2 separate regions of the Triticum aestivum genome follow, and region 1 is linked to region 2. The links are chromatin contacts, called in public Hi-C maps. All regions are on one chromosome and are shown on one strand. The core of a region is the stretch at or near the end of the contact, and the rest is flanking DNA. Distances in the headings are between cores, read along the strand shown. Region 1 holds the start of LOC123071357 (50S ribosomal protein L17). Region 2 has its middle 70 kb from the start of LOC123071355.

Region 1 (3,892 bases), core at 900-3,399, 230 kb before region 2:
GCCAAATTTGCTAAAACACGGCAGAATGTTGGACTAACTTGGCATTAAAAGCTCTAGACCTATTACAGAACTGACCAGCTTTCTTCATCAGTTAATATCCTTCCAATCTACATTTCATTGTCTGGGCATGGTAATGTAGTTCATGGATTTGGAAACGTTCCAGGCAGCAGCTTATTTCACTAAAACAAAACATGCCATGAAAATAATTTTGTTCTCAACCAGTCAGACTTTCACACCAAGCAAACACAAAGGCAAAGTCAAACAGAAATGTTAGGATATATATGAACAAAGAAACTTACTCAATGTATGCCATTGGTGCAGCATCACCTATTCGTATCCTAGTTCGCAAAAGTCTTGTATATCCGCCTGCTCGATCTCTAGGATATAAAACATAAAATAAAAAAGATCAGTAGGTTCAACTTGAAAATGATATTCTCATCTGTTTCAAAATAAACAATATTCTACTCCCTCCAATCCAAATTAATTGATGCTGGTTTAGTACAACTTATTTTTTTACTAAACCAGCATCAATTAATTTGGATCGGAGGGAGTAGTATTTTTGTTTCAAAAATACATGGCTCCTACAGATATGAGGACATTTACAACATATCCTCCCTACAGACCTCTCCATTGTCTAGCAAGGTTACGTTTCTATGAGAAAAATAGTAATCCTAAGCATGCAGGAGTACTTAGCAAGGTTGAAAAGTAAATCAAAGGGATTGCCAGTTGTATTAGATCAAACTTATCCATGGCTAGCTAAAGAGACATACTTATAGCGGTAGGCCAGCTCTGTGAACAGCTTATGGACAACATCATCTCCGCGAACAAAAGCAGAAGCACGTCTTGCTGCATCCAGTGTACCCTACATAATTTATCAATATGACATGAGGTTCTGCATTTTAGCCTAGATGTAATAGTTCATTAATTAAATCAATGCAAAAATCTCGATCAGATAACAAGAGCATATGAGTTTCAGTATTTGAAACCTGAAGATAAGACTAACAAATCAATGCAACATCTTGGTTAGATAACAAGAGGCTTGAGGTCGCATATGGAATGAGATAATATTACAGAACAGAACACCATCAGGAACTTATGTTGAACCAACAAAAGAGTGATAATCAAGGATTCCCAATGTATCGAAGGGATCTTTGGCCCTATAATGAATTTTTAGCAGGCAAAAAATCAACAGTCACTAGTCACTATGCTGAAAAATAGACTGTTCAGTTTTTTTTTACAGAAACTCGAAAAACATTTACATTGTTTCTATTTCTCTGATGAGAGACTTTGAACATCTCATTCTGCTGGGAAATACTCCCTCCGTCCGGAATTACTTGTCATTAAAATGGATGAAAATGAATGTTTTCAGCCATTTTAATGACAAGTAATTCCGGACGGAGGGAGTAACATGTAAGCCTCATGATGAAAACAACCCAAAGTTATAAGGCCTGATTCTAAGCGACTGCAAACGGATTGAATGCTAATAGAACAGAACTGGGACAATAAACGACACATTCCTGGATTTAACTAGTTCTAAACTGTGTGTGCAGTTGACTACATCATGGCTGCAGACACATAGCTCCATGGATCAATGGAAATGAAGAGTTTTCAGGTCAAAAAACGTTGGGCACTAAGGGAATGGTGTTGAGTTTACATCTTTGCCGAGCTGCACCATCTGATCCGCCTTGCGCCGCACCTCCTTCGCCTGAAACACCAACCCAGAAAGGGTCACTACTACAAGACACAGATCCCGGTCCGGCAGGCAAACACCCACCGCAAAGCGATCAAACGTACCTTGGCGACGGTGGTCTCGATGCGCTCGTGCTTCACCAGCTGCGACACCATCGTCCTGCCGAAGCACACGAATCCAGAAGGAAAGTCAGCGGCACGACGACGCGGCACATATACATCACAGCGGCTAGCGGAGAGAGAAGATCAGCACTAGATACCTGAGCATGGACACGCGGTGCGCGGCGTGGCGCCCGAGCTTGCGGAACTTGCCCATGGCGTCGGCGGCGGGGGCTGAGCGGCCGGCGCGGCGGCGGCGAGGGTTGAGGGGTTTGCGAAGGTGCTCGGTCGGTGCCGCTCGGACCCGGACCTGGACACCTGCTAGGTAGGTTTGCGCTCGCGTGCCCCCCCAAGTGGTTCCGTCCTGCCTTCTGGCCCGTAAGGCCCGAAATGTCGTTCTACGTGGGCCTTAATTAGGCCGTGGGCCGTGGGCCGTGGATACACGCAAACAGAGTTCGGAACGAACTTCCCTAGAAAAAAAAGCTCGGAACGATCCATCGTGGCAGCATACGTGTTTGCTCCGTTTGTGTCCATCGACGAGCGTACCTCGTTCTCGTCGCGAACGGCTGAAGGCTGAAGCCTGAACCCCAACCTCGGCGAGCGATCGCCGGAAACATCCATCGATGGGGAACAATCTGACTAGTCCTCCCGGCCGGACCTTGGCCGATGCACGCAGAGAAGGGGTAGCCACCGTCCTGATCACCTGCCGCTGCAACCCCAGCCTGATCTGCCATCACAACCCGCCACGCGACGATCCATCAGCCGGCATACGCAGCGGCCGTCGCGAGCCGACCTGCACCCGCAGCGGACCAGCGGGCGCAGCATCGTTCGGCGACCTTCCTGCGGAGCTGCTGGCGACGATCGCGTCGAAGCTGGACGCGAAGCAGGCCGCGAGGACCAGCGTGCTATCGACCGCGTGGAGGCACGCCTGGAAGCACTCCCCCAGGCTGGCCCTCGACATGCCCCCCGCCTGCCGCGGTGCCGGGCACGGTCGGACGATGACGATCCCCGGGAGAAGCAGTACCGCGCGTTCCTCGACGAAAGGCGCCGCGAGAGGTTCGTCTACGCCGTCGACATGATACTGCGCCAGCGCCGCGGCGGCGCGGTCGAGCAGCTCGTGCTGAGGTTCGCCGTCGAGTACCTTGGGTAGTTGTCTCGCCGCCTGGACGACTGGCTTCGCCGCGCGGCCTCGGCGCGGACCAAGAGCTTGACATTCGACGTGTCGCGACGGCCTGACCAGGGGTACGGCCTATACCGGTACGAGTTCCCCTTGCAATCGCTCGTGGGTGGAGGCGGCGGCGTGTCCGGCCTGCAGAACCTTCACCTCTCCTGCGTATCGCTCAAAGCTCCGCCCTCCTCCCGGCGCATGGCTTTTCCGAAGCTTCAAAGGCTCGGTCTGCGCTCGTCCGTCGTGTCCGCTGGTGATCTGCGAGATGTGCTGTCGAACTGCCCTAATCTGGAATGGCTGGATCTGTATAGGGTCCAGCTGAACGACGAGCTCAAGTTGGAGACGCCATTGCCCCGCCTGCTATACCTCAGAGTGTCAAACTGCGGCGTGACCAAGATTCAACTCAACGCCAACAGGCTCACAACGTTCATATTCCAGGGGCATCCACTGGCTACCATCGACCTCCGCCAATCTTCAGGGCTTCGCGATGTTAATATCCACTGCTGCCAAATAACACTGCAGCAGGCTCTCGGCTCTCTGCCCTCTGCGTTCCCCATGGTGCAACAACTGTCACTGTGCTGTTTTTGTATACTACCAGAGTTCCCCTGGCGGCTGGAGAAAACCTCCATCTTTTCCCATCTGAGGCATCTTCAGTTGATCTTAAACATCGGCCATAAACACGCCGACGATACCCTCTCCATCGTGCATTTTCTGCGGGCTGCGCCGCTGCTTGAGGAGCTGGACATTTTCTTCGTGTCATGTTGCATGGATGGTGGCCAAGGACCTCTAAGGAACTTGCCCCAGGGTCAACTCGAATACAAGTGCTTGAAGAGCTTGACAGTTCGCCAGTTCAGAGCTGAAAAGAGTCAAGTAGAGCTTCTGGTACACATTGTGAAAAATGCCCCTGCTCTAGAAATCTTGACTGTAGACCCGAGA
Region 2 (3,627 bases), core at 549-3,048:
CAATTCAACAGCAAAAACAACATATTTCAGCAACATAACTTACGAAAATTTCAGCACATACATGGTTCATCAGCTACAAGGAGCATATTTCAGCAGCATAACTTTAGCAAAAAGTGCAATAACAACAGTTACAAGGAGCATATTTCAGGGGCATAACTTGAGCAAAAAGAGCAATAACAACAACTACAAAGAGCAATAACAACCACTACATAAGTATATTTCAGCAACAAACCATTATTCAGCCATACATGGTTCAACAAGATGTCTAATTAGGCTTACTATAGTATTTTGACGGGGATGGCGAGTTTCGGGTTCGGGTATTGCTCAAACGGTTTTAAACCCGCGAAACGTATCGGGTTTTATATTTTACTCAGAAGTAGCCCCATGGGGTTAAAAAGACGCCCATCCCCGTCCCCTAATAGAGTAAAAACCCGCGGGACGTGAGTTTCGGGGCCCTATTGCCATCTTGAGGTGGAACAGGCCACAAAGTCCGAAACTGACCAAAGCCTACGTGCTCTTCTTAGAGAAGAAGAACTAAAATGGGCCTTGGGTGCTAAGGTTCTCAAGGTTGCCCAAGGGAATGACAATACACAATTTTTTCACATGATCGCGAACGATAAACATATGAAGAAGATAATCATCCAGCTTTAACAGGACGAGGGGACCGTGGTGGGTCATGAGAACCTCAAGTCAAATATCTCCAACTATTACAAACAACTTTTCAGGCCGCCGGTTGAGAATAAGGTCTCCCTAGATGAGTTTGTATTGGGAGATATCCCTCAGCTACGAGCGGATGAAAATGAGATTTTGTCTGCACCGTTCACTGAGAAAGAGGTTTTCGATGCAATTTCTCAAATGAAACCAAATAAAGCACCGGGACCAGACGGCTTCCCTGCAGCGTTTTACAGGAAATGTTAGCATATTATTAAGGGATAATTGATATTGTGCCCTTAGTTGCGTCCCACTCGACTGATTTGCCCTTAATTTTGAAAAAACCCGTGGTCCTGCCCAAGTGCGTTTGGTCCTCTTATGTTTTTGCCCTTCAATCCCAATTCCGTCCGGTCAAAGGCAGTTGACTATTTGGGAGACCATTTTTTGGACCATTTTTTCCCTTCCTTACAAGTTTAGTTAAAAATCAAAGAAAAAAGTTACACTTACATGTGGGACCCAATTAAATACAATAGAAAAAAGCCTTCCCTCTCTCTTCCTCATGGGACCCACACCCCCACCCACCTTCCTATCTTCTTCCTCCCCCAACTCCTCCCCGACCTCCATCCCGGCCATGGCACCCTGAGCCTCGCCACCGGTCGCCTGTCCCTACCCGACCTCCATCCTGGCCGGATCCAGTCTAGTCGAAGCCTCCATGCCCCGCGCCGGTCCGGCCTCCCCTCCATCGCGCTGCCGAGCCCCTGCCTTCATGCCCCAAGATCTGCGTCGCCATCCCTGGATCCACCTTGTCTTGGTGGCTCCGGCGGATTCAGCCGCGGGAGGCTCGGGCCTCCGGGCACCTACCTCGGCCACCTAGCTGGATGACGACCTTGGCGACGTCGCGCGACGCAGCGCTCCGGCGTGGCTGTGAGGCAGATAGGCGAGGTGCAGGTGCTCCGGCGACGGGAACGATGAGGAACTGCGGGGATCTGGACGTGGCCGAAGCGGGGCGGATAATCCGGCGATGGAGGCGAACTCATCTGTTCGCCGTCGACTTGCCGGAGCGGCGAGGTGGTTGGGGCTTACAGGAGCTCCAGGAGGCTGGCGCTCGCGGGAGCGGGCATGTGGCCGCTCGACTGCGATGACACAACCGGGCCAGGAGGGCCAAATATGGGCCATGCGGGTCGCGGTGGTGGTGGTTGGCTGGGAAGTTCCAAGCGGCAAGGGAAAAATGGTCCAAAAAGTTGTCTCCCTAATAGTCAACTGGCTTTGACCGGAAGGAATTGGGACGGAAGGGCTAAAACATAGGAGGACCAAACACACTTAGACAGGACCATGAGTTTTTCAAAATTAGGGGCAAATCAGTCGAGTGGGACGCAACTAAGGGCACAATATCAATTATCCCTATTATTAAGGATGATCTTATGCCTATGTTTCATGATTTCTTTAGTGGTCACCTGGAACTGTTTCATCTTAACTTTGGTTTGATTATGCTTTTGCCAAAGAAAGAAGAAGCGGTCCACATCAAGCAATTCAGGACGATTTGTCTTCTGAATGTGAGTTTCAAAATATTCACGAAAGTGGGTACTAATATACTGACACAAATCGCTCATTCGATTGTACAATCGAGTCAGATGGCTTTTATGCCGGGAAGGCATATCCTAGAAGGGGTTGTTGTCCTCCATGAAACTCTACATGAAATCCATTTGAAGAAACTAGGCGGGGTTATCTTCAAAGTGGATTTCAAGAAGGCATACGATAAAGTTAAGTGGCCTTTCCTTCAGCAGACAATGCGTATGAAGGGTTTTAATGAGACATGGCGGAACCAGCGGATTCTCTTGTCCAAAGAGGTAGTGTCAGAATAAAGGTTAATGATGATATTGGACATTATTTTCAGACTCATAAGGGCTTGAGACAGGGGGATTCGATGTCTCCTCTCTTGTTTAATATAGTGGCTGATATGTTGACCGTTCTGATCGGTAGGGCCAAAGAGAACGGCCTAGTTGGTGGACTTGTCCCACATCTAGTCGATGGGGGAGTATCCATACAATATGCCGATGACACTATTCTTTTCATGGAGCATGACATTGCAAAGGCTCGGAATATGAAACTAGTGTCATGTCTCTTTGAACAATTGTCGGGACTAAAAATTAATTTCACAAGAGCGAATTGTTCTGCTTTGGTAGGGCTAAAGAGGAACAAGACACATATAAACAATTGTTCGGATGTGAATTAGGTTCTAAGCCATTCAGTTACTTGGGCATACCGATTCATCATCGCAAACTTTCGAATAAAGAATGGAAATGCATAGAAGACCAAATTGAGAAAAAGCTTAGCTGCTGGAAGGGCAAGCTAATGTTGTATGGAGGTCGGTTAGTGCTTCTTAATTCAGTATTAACTAGTATGCCGATGTTTCGGTTATCTTTCTTCGAAGTACCCAAAGGGGTACGGAAGAAATTAGACTTTTTCCAGTCTCAATTTTTTGGCAGTCAGATGACGCCGAAAGGAAATATCGCCTGGCGAGATGGGATATCATCTGCCAACCTAATGACCAGGGAGGCCTCGGTATTGAGAACCTGGTAATTAAAAATAAATGCCTCATGAGTAAATGGTTGTATACGTTATCAGTAGAGATGGAGGGTATGTGGGCACAGATCCTACTCAACAAATACTTGCAATCTAAAACTCTTGCCCAAGTGACCGTGAGACCTAATGATTCACCTTTCTGGAAAGGGCTTATGGGAATGAAAGATTTGTTCTTTCGTAGGGGAAAATTCTTGGTTTGTAATGGAACGACAACAAGATTTTGGGAGGATACGTGGTTAGGGGAGACATCTCTAGCCATACAATATCCCACCCTTTATACTATTGTACAGTGTAAGGAGGATTGCATGGGAATAGTATTACAATCGATACCCTTAAATTTCCATTTTAGGCGATATTTAGTTGGGGAGCGCTGGAACTCCTGGATGCACTTTG

Evidence for each region. A called contact is a pair of places that touch in the nucleus more often than the background predicts.
Region 1: a contact with region 2 is called in a Hi-C map of leaf, with 4 times the contacts expected there. The contact joins the promoter of LOC123071357 here to the enhancer-like site in region 2. A contact is called at or near these places in 3 of 5 Hi-C or Micro-C datasets (all in leaf).

The regions. Positions count from the first base shown.
Region 1 is chr3B:628,785,845-628,789,736 of IWGSC CS RefSeq v2.1, reverse strand. LOC123071357 (50S ribosomal protein L17) reads right to left here and starts at 2,149. Exons shown (of 6, transcript XM_044494896.1): 1 at 1,950-2,149; 2 at 1,795-1,849; 3 at 1,655-1,705; 4 at 771-862; 5 at 300-377. The coding sequence starts at 2,005.
Region 2 is chr3B:628,551,487-628,555,113 of IWGSC CS RefSeq v2.1, reverse strand. No RefSeq gene overlaps it. Among protein-coding and RNA genes, the nearest start is that of LOC123071355, 70 kb to the left of the region's middle. Within about 2 kb of position 1,798, at least 8 of the 8 cell types and tissues checked have an H3K27ac peak or open chromatin away from gene starts, as enhancers often do. A contact at or near this core is called in leaf, where this site is marked.